Regions from separate parts of the Zea mays genome. Here region 2 is linked to region 1. Evidence: chromatin contacts called from public Hi-C data. All regions are on one chromosome and are shown on one strand. Each heading gives the region's core, a stretch centred on a gene start, on an enhancer-like site or on the middle of the called end of the contact. The rest is flanking DNA. Distances are from core to core; before and after follow the strand shown.

The links. A called contact is a pair of places that touch in the nucleus more often than the background predicts.
Region 2: a Hi-C map of ear shows a contact between it and region 1, with 2.4 times the contacts expected there. The contact joins the promoter of LOC100383520 here to the promoter of LOC100278550 in region 1. A contact is called at or near these places in 3 of 25 Hi-C or Micro-C datasets (bundle sheath, ear and tassel).

What each region holds. Positions count from the first base shown.
Region 1 is chr4:198,982,266-198,988,530 of Zm-B73-REFERENCE-NAM-5.0, reverse strand. It overlaps LOC100278550, which reads right to left and starts at 2,990. Exons shown (of 4, transcript NM_001371713.1): 1 at 2,665-2,990; 2 at 1,826-1,950; 3 at 1,291-1,443; 4 at 755-1,200. The coding sequence starts at 2,976. The coding sequence ends at 1,014.
Region 2 is chr4:199,299,112-199,305,376 of Zm-B73-REFERENCE-NAM-5.0, reverse strand. LOC100383520 (Glycine--tRNA ligase mitochondrial 1) reads right to left here and starts at 3,982. Exons shown (of 9, transcript NM_001176168.1): 1 at 3,522-3,982; 2 at 2,591-2,973; 3 at 2,389-2,506; 4 at 1,899-2,093; 5 at 1,551-1,775; 6 at 1,297-1,356; 7 at 962-1,042; 8 at 451-856; 9 at 1-364. The coding sequence starts at 3,896. The coding sequence ends at 129.

The DNA of each region.
Region 1 (6,265 bases), core at 1,741-4,240:
AATTTAGGATAGTAAGAATGTGCGTTGAAAGAAAATGGATTGGCATGCATGAAAACAAAAAATCTGATTTAAATGTTTTATTTCGTCCATAAAAATAGGATCTCTACAATAGTCATGCAGCTATACTCGTTACAAACAGTTTATGATATATACTAATATTAATTATGCTGCACGGTGAATGTATTTCTGCATTACGGTACACTACTTAAAAATTGGCATGCGAGTCACTGTTTGGACGCATCTCCATGTTCGATCGTAAAAACCTTCAGTTTTGAGTGTAAAACCTCTCAGTTTTGATCATAAATACCGAGCTAATGTAAATGTTAGAAACCCCATATACACAATGGGCTAGGTAACGAGATAATACATACAAATCTATAAACGTTTGCATAAAATGTGAATAGAAATATCATAAACAGACAATAGATGTAAGGGTAACCATTGACTGAAATATATGTCGTAAACATCTATTGACGTTGGCATAAATATGTATACAGGGTAGCATAAAAACACGTCGTCGCTCACGCCCTAAGGAGGTCGTTGCCGCAGCTCGCCCCTAGGGAAGTCCACCACTGCCGATCCCATCTTAGTTGTGTTGCCTGTGACGGTGCAGCGTCCGTCCGCCAACCGCGAACTCGTCGTCCGCTCGCCGCAGACCCCTTGAGTGATCGGCTGGTGTCCAATTGGAACTCCAATGTGCAGTGGTCAGACTTCCAGTTACTTCTTTCTCTCCTAAAAAGGTTTTAGTATTTTCATGCTCAAAAAGGTGTTTCTCATCAGCTTTTTATAAAGTCATTAGTTTGAGTTCATACATTAACTATCCTCATACGGGCAACACTTACAATAATCAAATCCCGTATGAAGATCACTTCTTTTTTTCCTTTAAGCCAAGGTACAGATTTGCCCGTCCAATTTGCATTTCCTCACCTGGGTTACGCTTACGCAGTTTCCGTTGCAGCAAAGACTCGTCTCCACTCGATTGTTCACTCACAGATAGAGTATGAAACTCCCAGTCATGTCTCAAAGATGCCCTTCACATAGACCATCCCCTTCTCGCTGAACTTGAGGTCCTTCCTCATCTGCTCAACCTGGACGTCATCGCCCTGCACAAGGATCTCGGACACGTTCCCGTCATCGGATAGGATCATCTTGACCTTGATCTCTTCTTTCCTTGACGCTTTCGTCCAGTAGTACGCTCCCCTGGGACCTCATCATGAAGGGTCAGTTACTGCATTTGTACTGGAAGAATTCATTCTGAATTGCTGGGAGTTGAGTAGCAGAGAGACATACGCCAAGGGGCTCAGGGTCATGAGCCAGAACCAGTTGTTGCCACCTTCTGGGACAGCGATTGATAGAACAAGCCCGACACTCCCGAGGCTAATGCAGGTGCAGAAGGTTAGCAGCGCCGCCTGGCCTCTGTTTGGTATCATTGTGCCCTCGAATCTGGTTCAGAAGCACGATATACCTCAGCTCAGGGTACAAGGTATTCCCATCCCATGTGGAAGAAAAATTCATGAGCTTGTGCTAAGTGGCTACACTACTACCGTACAGCTACTAATCAATAGATCAGACAATAAACGGCATTTAAAATACAAGTCCTATCACGATGAAAACAGATTTGGGTGTTTGGATAACACCCAATTACTGTGTGTGCAATATATGGGGGTTGATGCGGAACTTAAGAGTGTTAGCTTGGCAGTAGAATCAGGAAGCAAACAACATAGCTAAAGCTAAGCTAAGTAGAGTTTTGTTTTTGAAGAGAAGAAAGCATATGTAGCCTCGCTGCAGGACACACGAAGCCAGCTACAGCTAGCACGCAACTTACGTGATGACCTCCCCGCGGTCTGAGACGGTGAAGTTATTGCGAGTGAAGAACGACAGGATCTCTCCAGCCACCTGATTTGGCGCCATCGACTGCCCTTCGTCTTTGACAAATGTCTTTTGCACAATCTGCATCCACAGATTTGGCATTCATACATGACAAACAGTGCTGCTGAATTTGGCCAAGATTTAAAAATAGGTTCAAGAAACCCACATAAACGGACCTCTGAATAGTCTACTCACTATGAGACTGATGTGCTGTGATTAAAAAAAACAACTTTTGCATCAAGAGGACGACTAATAAAATTAATTTAATTACCCAATGCAGTGCAGTCCCTACCAGACGTGGTGGTGGCATCATGGACCATGCAAATCGAATAAGAAAAGAAGGGTATCATCTTTTGCCGACACCGCAAGTCCACTCCACTACCCACCCACATCACACAGCACTAGCTAGTGCACTACCCGTCTCTTCTCGAAAAGAAGGAAGAACGAAACCTGCTTCAAAGCTAATCACAGAAGCTCTCAAACCCGTGTGTACGCTCATTGGGACAGCTCATCCAGGAGCCAGAATTACCCGATTCTGTAGGCACGGGCACAGGTGCATCTACTCCGAATTACTGTACGCGGACGAGCAAGTGTGGCACGAACACAGCGCACCCAGGCGCGCGTGCGGTGCGCGCCCTGCTCACACGGCACTCGTGCGTGCACGTGTGCTCGCTGGGACCGGAGCAGCAACGTACGAGCGCGCGTGCAGGAGAGAGCAAAGATGGAAGCAAGCAGCCGACAACAAGGACGACGGGACGGAAGAAGGGAGAGGGGGCGCAGGGATGGGTCCGGGACCTTGGACTTGACGGAGCGCTTGATGAGGGACCACAGCCCCGGAACGGAGAGAACGAAGAGTCCCAGAGACGTGTAGTAGCTCGCCTGCGAGTAACCTGTCCCGCCGTTGGCCACCGCGGCCGCGGTGTCGAGGAGGACCGCGGCGCGGTCCAGCGACGCGCGCGCCGGGGCGGCACGGACTCGTCGTCTCCGCGGAACGGATCGACACCAGGGGTTCGCCGTGGCCGGCGCTGCGCCCCGCGGTGCTGGCGGCTGGGCGCGGAGCGGGAGGAGGAGGAGGCGCCTCGCAGCCACGGCGGTGGTGGCGTCCATTTTGGGCTGGGGATAAGGGCCGCAGGGATGGGAAAGCGGGGAAGTCTGTATGTTCATAATTGGCGGGGCCCATGTGTAAGTGGGAGCGGTGCTTTTGTCCTCAGTCCTCACGCTCGAGTATAGATGGGCAGATGGCCAAACTTGTGGAATGGCACATCTTTTCTTGTCTGCCATATAAATTACCCGTTTTACGGTCCAACAGTCGTCATTTTTGCAAAACCCACCTTATATTTTTAATTAACCTACGGTCCAAGTCTTACATCTCTGCCATTTTTCACGAATCAGTCCAAAGCAACCGAGATCAGGACTTGCGAGGAGGCATGACACAGACAACGAAGGACCCATAAAACCTGACCTCGTCGCCTCCGTACCCACCATATGCTTCTATACGGTGCAATGTACGATGTTATATTTGCATATCCACTACCACATAAAACTTTCCTTCTAGCACACTAAATCCTTTGCTAATAGCATATCGAAGCACCCTGCATCTGATGTTGACCCTTCCATCCACATGAAACAAATGTGAAATTAAGATCAAAGTCACAGACTACCGTAACATTGTGTGAAAGAGTTCCTTTCATATTTCTATATGGGGGATTCTTGCTAATAGTGATGGGCACATGCGTGCCATCAATGGTACCAAGGCAATTATGCATGTAAGGAAAGAAAATATGGAAAGATGTTGAGGATATGTGGTAATTAACATTTGCTAATTATGTTTGTAGTTGCAGTTCACCTGAAAAAGGGCATGAACATAAAATATGTTGCAGTCCGTATAAGTTTGCACTAAGCTAGGAAGCTTCTCGAATCATTGAGTTAGTGTGCGAACTATCTAAAAAAACTCCATATATTTTTCGATGGATAGTCCTTCCACTATGTTAAAAAGACGTATGTAGCATTTGGTTACTGGCGTTGTGGGAGATAATATACATGAACATCCCAAGTTGCTCCTCAACGGTAACTCCTCACGTGTCACGTAGTAAATTCCCTCTTCTAAGAAAATTTTTTACGTGGCTTTAAATAGTTTTGGGCTTTTGGCTCCATTATGAACTCATATTTGTACTAGCTCTCATGCCCTTCAAGGATTTCTTTAACCTTTTTAGCACTGACGAGGGAGGATGTGTCGATGGACCTTTTTGTCTTCTAAGAAGTATGCGATTATAGCACGGAGAATAACATAGAATAGTCCATCATTGTCTTCTTCCTCCTCCAGCAAAAATTGCATAACGCGTTCCTCCCAAGAACCCATTATCTAGAAAAATAAAATTTAATCATGCTCGGCAACCTCCAACTGTCATCTTTGGCAGACAACGACGATAAGGCCTCCACAACCTCTGTTTTGGTCTAGCACCACAAAGATGATGCCTCCCACCCTCCATAATCCATCCACCACCTTCGTCCACCCCATCTATTCTCTAGAACCATCACCTATGCCCGCCCTAAGCCACCTCCACATGCGTCCCCGCTCCCTCTGTCATTGATGCCAAACCCACCCCACCACCTCCTTCTAGCTCGTGTTCGTCATCGTCCAAGAAGGTGTGGGAATAGAGGAAATAAACCCTATCAAAACCAAGAAGGTGCGGGAAGAGGTGCTGGAGTTACCTGGAGAAAATCATCAGCGGAAGCGTGGTGATAATGAGATTGCACCAGGTGCGATGGTAGCACCATCAACCACACGAGACGAGAGGAGGGACGCAAGTTGAGAAGAGACGGGTCGAGGATAGTCGCCTGATGTCTGAATTTCGAGCATGTTTTCACGTGGAAGCTACGCTTGGGTAGGTACCCCTGTGGAACCACCGTCCAAACAGGCCAGAGTGGTGCACTGTGATGGCTTCCTGTGTGGGCCACCGACACAAGGAAAAGATCAGGTTCCCCACGAGGAACTGGGCTGCCAAACTAGCCCTACATGATTAATAATTGTCCCATGCTCCTCTTCTACCTCCTACAACTAACCCAGCAGAACCCTCTACTTATGTACATCATCCAACTCCCTATGATGCTCCTTCGGATGCTCATTTGATGACACCTGAAGCCTATTCACCTCCCATGTCCTTTACCTGCCTCGACTGCTCCAGGTACGGTAACAACAACTCAATATGGTTATGGAAGTGGATATGAACCATATCATCCACATCCTTCTGCATGTCGGTATGTGCAAGTGCCACTTTCATGTTCTCTCTATGTTTAATACCCTATGCCAAGGCATGTCCCTGGGTCCCGTTTATCCCGATCCCTATTACATTTGTCACGATAATAGAGTATCGTGTGTATCCAAAAGAATTCATGGAGTGGGGACAGCGAGGGTTGTAGGCTAGAGGCTCATTGAATTCAAGGTCCTACTAAGGGCCCCTTTGGAACGCAGGAGTTTCATAAGAATCAAGGGGTCTTTTGGATTGTAGGAAATTTGTTTGATTTTTGAAGGAACTCTATTCCACTAGTAGAAAAAGACTTAAAGCCTGCGGTGCGTTATATTTTTATAGGCGGATTTGGTTATCAACCGTCTGTGCTATTTTTAGTGGCGGTTTCTTAAGAAAACCACCACTAGAAATCGTATTTCTAGAGGCGGTTCCTTATGAAAATCGCATGTAGAAATCTATGATTTCTAGTGGCGGTTTTCTTAAGAAACCGCCTCTAGAAATACGATTTCTAGTGGCGGTTTTCTTAAGGAACCGCCACTAGAAATCATTTTTATCCTTAATTTTTCGAGTTTTTCAAACGACCTCGTATGATGAAACTATCAAAATAAAAGTTGTAGATCTCTAAAAATTATAAAACTTTGTAGTTGATAACTTTTTTATTTGAAATCATTTCGGCTCTCAAAAATTGTATCTAAATTTATCAAATTTAAAATTCAAATTTTGCAAACGACCTCGGATGAAAAAAGTGTCAAAATGAAAGTTTTAGAACTTCAAAAATTATTCAACTTTGTAGTTGACAACTGTTTTATTTGAATTCGTTTACGGTCTCAAACAAGCAATTTACACTCAGTTGTAATATGTGGGCAACAAAACTACACACTAAACACAAAGCATGCCATAGCCGGAATGATAGAGAAGGGTACGCGTGAGGCTGAGGTCAGGGGTTCGATTCCTAGCAACTGTGTAGTGCACAAAAAATTTCGCGACCTGCGACTTCGACGGAGACGAACAGGTGGGTGGGCGGGCCGCGAGGTCTCCCTAATAAAAATATTTTTTTACTATTTTAAAATCTGTTTTATGTTTCCTGGAAACGATTTTCACTGGCGGTTTTATTACGCCGACCGCCAGTGAAAATCGATTTCCACTGG
Region 2 (6,265 bases), core at 2,733-5,232, 320 kb before region 1:
GGATAATGTCAATACCAAAAGCAGTTATGTTTAGGCCACACAATCTTCTCAGCAATTGGAGAACGAAGACGGCTCATCCCGACGCCTTCTCGGTCGATGGCTAGACTAGACATCAGGGCGGCGATTCTTCACTCCTGCTCACTTTGGGGGCCGACATGGGCGGGATACTTTGCAGAAACATCCGTCCATGTGCTTTGGCCTTCCGTCAGCTGCTTCACCACAGGCGCCACCTCGTCGATGTCCACGCGGACCTGCTCCTTGCTGTCCCTCTCTCGGATCGTCACGTTCGTTGCCGAATCCACTGTTACAGCAAATGGAACACCGATCTCATCCGTCCTGGCGTACCTCCTCCCAATAGAAATTGCTGCAAGAGAACAACCACGAGCTTATGCTTACATATATATAGTTACGTTATACGGAGTGGGGTATTTAAGATTGTATTGCACGTACCAGTAGTGTCAATAATGTGGGAGATACCAGCAGTTGTTAATGCCTTGGCGATTACTTTGGCAGCATCGTCAAACTCTTGATTCTTAACAAGGGGGAACACGGTGCACTTGATAGGGGCCACAAGAGGAGGGAACCGGAAGACATTCAGCTGTTCCTCTTCTGATTTGCTAGGCCTTGTGTAAAACGAGTGCTCAAACAAGCAGTAGATGATCCGTCCTATGCCGAATGACGGCTCGACGACCGAAGGGGTGAAGACTCGCTGGTGTTCCAGCTTCTTCTCCATGCTGATTGATACCATCTTCTTTGTAATCACCACGTCTTTTCCAAGTGTGCAGACTTTAAAATTTGTCTCCCCCTTGGTCTCTAGTTCAGCTTTCATCTCAAATGCTTCCTTCTCACTCATAGCCTGCCATATGGTGATAGCAACAGAATAAATTAGTTTATTCAGGGAAAGGAAACATCAGAAAAGATAGCAGACACATAAAACAAGGACAATGACAATACTTGTTACCTCCAATGCTTCCAGGACCATCTTTTGGTTGCCCTTAAAAGCCAGCCCCAGGTCTTTCTTCGAGGGAACTATGACAAGTTTCTGCAATGATAAATATCACCAAACATATAAGCACATGTTAATGCCATAAATAACAATTTCAATTTGAAGGATAAAGGGAAAATCTATGTAATAGGGCACTCAGAACGGTAGTGAACTTGGACCATACTTTTTTGTAATATTTATTTGAACTTGAACCGTGTACTTCAATGGGTAAGCAAACACTGTCATGTATTTAACATGAAAACTAACATATAACTACTGAAGAAACTGGAAGAGTAGATATGACATCTCACCTCAACCTCTCTAGGCTTGGAGAATTTTTCATGAGCAACAAGTGGGACACCGCTTTTGTCCTGTGAGATAGTAAGCAGAGAATCACGGCAATATTAGTAGCATATTTGCACACCAAACAGAGGACAACATACAAAATTCATTTACCAAGTGCAGTTACAACATGAGATGAGCAGTTTCAACTGCTGTAGCAATATAAGGACAAAAATATGTATCTGATAAATTATCTAGAGTGAAAAAGATGCAATAAGCTTACAGTGTGAGCTTTCAAATCATATGCAGATCTATCAGCAATACCCACACACTCTATCCACCCATACGAGCACTCTATCTCAGCATCCCAACAGTCAGCAGCATAATGAGCCATCTCATTAGGTAGATGCTGCCTGAAGCGCAACCGGCCCTTATCAATTCCCAAGCTTGTCAGGAAAAGATAGACCCTTCCAATGAAGTAACCAAGTGTCTCATTATTAACAGTTCCCTGTAAATAACAGTAGTGTAATAGTTTACAATTCTATCCAGGGTAAGAAAAAGCATATATAAACAAAAGAACAAAAGGAATGTATCAAACTGGAAAGAGAGAAAATTGCCAGCAATTGCTAACCTTTGAAACTGCTTCCCCAAGCTTCATTAGCTTGGCTGACTCCCCAGAGAGTTGCAGCTCTCTTGGAAACATCAGGAACTCCAAATCAGCAACATCAACAAATTTTGGATGTGATTTGTCCTCTGGGTCCACAAAATGCTCAATCTCTGCCAATGTGAATTCACGGACTCGGAGAAGTCCTTGTCGTGGCGAGATCTGATTGTCAAGTTCTAGACATAGTGAGTACTTGAAAAAAAGGAATATCTAAGCAACTATTGAATAGCCAATAACTGCTTTTTAGAAGCATGCTAACTATATAACAAGTAACAAATGTACTGTCAACTATCAGAATGCATAAATTATTCCAAGCATATTAACAAAAACAAAGCTAGTGTAGAACATTTATTATTTCAAGAACAAAGTACGAGGCACTGAACAAGCAGTGACTGAATCATGCCATAATTGAGTAAAATGGGGTAGCCATTTAGAAATGTGGCAAAAAAACACAAACCTCATTTCTAAAAGCTTGCCCAATTTGAGCAGCTGCAAAAGGGAGCTTTTGGCCATTGTAATAGTACAGATCCTTGAAGTTTACAAAAATACCCTGTGCGGTCTCTGGTCGCATATACCTATTTCCGCCACACAAAATTGAACCTTTTTAGCCAATCAACACAAAAGGAACATAACCACAGAGAGAATGGAGATATTCTCACCCCACGCTAAGACCAGTGGGGCCAATAGATGTCTGGAACATAAGATTGAATGGGTAGGGATCAGAAAGTGGATTCTTTGTATCAGGGGCAACAATGCCGTATTCCTTAATCTTTGCACCAAGTTCCTCTGCTGAGAGGTCATCCAAAATAGCAAGAATACGCTTAAATTCATCAGCCTTCTCTTGGGGCAAGGCAAGGTCTTTCTCAAGCTTCTCCTTGCAAAAATCTTTCAACAAGTGGTCAGCACGGTAGCATGTGCCTGTCTTCTCGTCTTTAACCATGAGGTCAGTAAACTTCTCAACATGGCCTGATGCCTTCAAGACAACCTCAGGCGTCACACAGGGGCAGTCAACCTCCAACATGTTCTCTTCCAAAACAAAGTGCTGGAGAGAAATTAAATATATCAGTAATCTTATCTTAGCAAAGGAAAAGTACAACATGATGAATCTCAACTACAAGAAATAACTAAAATGTAGTCAGTTCCGACCAAAAAAAACTAGTAAGTCACAACACAAACTGCACCAAAGAAGGATAAAAATTATATTTTTTTCCCCGCGGCACATTTTCCAATTAGCACTTACTAATTGACATAAGACCAGTTTTGATAAGATAAATGTCAATGTACAACTAAAGAGCGGAAAACATTTTTGTTATCAGCTGACAGAACAATGCATACAAACTTGAAAAGGGACCAGTGTATAACTCCTGTCCTAACAGAAAATCGTTATCATGATCCAGATCATAGATACAAATCCCAGAGGAAAACAAAATTATACACATCAATCAATTAACGAATAAAACAACAACTTTTCCGCATATGAAGGCCACACATGTCACAATCGCTGACGTGCAGCGACCACGCACAACAGCTAAGACGAAACTACAGGCGAAAACAAATCCAAAGCATTCAGAGACAGATCGCGGGCATCACCTGACGCCAGAAGGAAAGCACGTTGGCCTTAACGCGGCACCCGGGCGGCCCGTAGTCGTAGAGCCCCGCGACACCGCGGTAGATCTTGAAGGAAGGTATGTAGAACAGCTTCCGCTCCAGCGTGTTCACCACCGCCTGCCGCAGCTCCTCCCTCGCGGCGCCACCCGCGCCCGCCCCGACCGCCTGCTGCAACCTGCGCGCGGCGGCGCCGGCCTCAACCTTAAGTGCCTTCAGCGCCTCGACCGCAGCGTCCACGTCGGCCTTGGACGCGCCGCCGCCGGCCTTGAGCGCGCGCACGGCCTCGGCTTGCGCGTCCACGGCGGCCTTGCGAGCCGCGAGCGCGCGCCGCAACGCGTCCTCTGACGGCGCGGCCATGGGGGTGGCGACGGCAGTGGTGTGGTGCCGGCGGCGCGCGGCGGCGGCGGCTAGGGTTGCGACGGGCTGGGTTCTGGGTTTAGGAGTGGAGCGGGAGAGTGAGGAGAAGATTAGCTGGGGGCGGAATCGCATAAAGACCATTGATGAATGCTGCCGCGGCAACGAAACCGACACGCACAAAGAATCAAAGATCGTTGAGGAATCGCGTTTTGATTTAATTTTATTTGAAAAGTGTCCATGGACTTTTGATCCTTTACAAAGGTTTCACGAACTTCTTTACTCGCTCGATGGAAGTCCATATAAGTTGTTCGAAATATTTTAATTTTAATTTAACTGTAAATAAAAAACTTTTATAGATTGAAAACGTCAAGTAACAACTATATATCTGTTATAAAAACATTTTCCCAATATATATTCTTTGATTTAATAAGATAATATACATTGCTATAGACAATAGGACGTATTGAAGGTTATGTTATTTCGCTAGTCATGATCATTGTATGGTTCTAAATCTTAAACTAAACTAGTAGGGTGTTCGTGCATTGCAACGGAACCGAATTATAATACGATAACTTACATGTCTCTGTTGTATGTTATATATATGTGTCCGTGCGTTGCGACGAAAGTAAAAGATTTGTATGAAACATTAATACGGAACGACAAACATCACTATAATATGCAAAATCCGTGTGGAAAACATTATCAATATCACACTAATCAGCTAATCCTTTTTAGCGATATCGATAAGTCTCTGTTGTATGTTTGCAGGGATGGCATAACGGCACGAATTATCCTCATAACTTAACAGATCAATCACAAAGTTCCTTCGAACAATCTTTGCATCCTACAGATAAAGACATAAGAGAACAAAACATATTATCTTATAAAAAGAGATAGCTGGAATATATGTTTTGAACATAGAATGAACGTACTACACTTACCCCCAACAAATTTCATTCGTCTGTCATTCCCCCACATGGCCATAGCTTATAGAACGAGATAGCTGGTATTAAACCTATAATATAATGTTTGGGCAACTATGTTTTATACAATGATTATCATAGAAAAAAATTAAATTGCTTAGAAGGTGGTACGAAGAAAATACTCTCTTAAGTCAATTGGAACACCAGTCTGAATTGTATGTTCCCACTTAAAGATATCCTTCGCCCATCCAGAACGTTTCTTGCTGTAAGCAATCTTATATTTCTTTGAGGCCATGATAATCGCTTCCGCAAACCTCTTGTATGGCATGTGTTTACACCAATCTTGAGTCGGTGTAAAGTCGATAAAAGTCACATGCTTTTTAACATGATCTATTACGAAAAGGGCGTGACATCCGTTGAATTTCCATGGCATAAGAACCTGCAAAATATCAGTCATTAGGATTGCAAAGAAGTGTCCTTTATAAATACATTTGAAATGAACACATACTTACATATCTACAACACGTGATATAATAATTCATTGATGGCCAACAATCGAGTGTTTTGGCTAACTCTTCTGTTGTATGGTCCTGATGGTACTTTGGAAGTTTATCAAAGCCAACCCTTCTCTGGACAGTATATATACATGTCCACATGAGGATTAGATGTAGATACTATATATTAATACATTAATGATTGGAAACAAACTTACCCAGAAACGCATGTCCATATAATGCTTTCTATTAATTATGATTTCTCCTTTCGGCCTACGTGACTCTTTATTGGCAAGCAGCCGAACAGCCATGCCAAAGCATCTTAGAGCCATATCTTGATTTATCGTTAATATGTTTTGCAGGTCTTTGACAGAGATTTCTATCTTAAAAGGATTGAAACTTCGCACCCATGTCATCCTGTAATGTATCATGACGAAAGTCTATACCAAGAATCTAAGTAGTTGATATACATAAAATAGATAAATCAATGAGCACTTACTCTAGTGTCGTATCGTCTTCTATTGCCATGATATAATCACATAAAACATCTATTGAATCGGCTTTGGTCACTGGCATGTCCTTTGTGGAAAGACCAACCATTAAAAAGTCATTGGTGCACCCATCGTTAGAGACTTTTACAGGAGCTCTTTTATCCCAATCATCAACAAACCACTTTTGCAAGTCTGCTTGAGTAATAGGGCCTTCCTCATCTTCATACACTACTTCGCTATCATGAAGCACGTGGAGTAGTTTCCTCTTCTTAGAATCTGTTGGGTTTTCTAATATCTCAACATCTGATGGGCTTCCAGAGTCAACTTCTTTATCATTTTTGTATAACAGACACCCCCTTCTCTTATTCAGGTCTGAAGATAGTAATATAGCAGCCATTTTTTTCCTAAAGTGTGACATGTCATCCTACAAATAAGAAATAATTATTTAGCATTATATATGT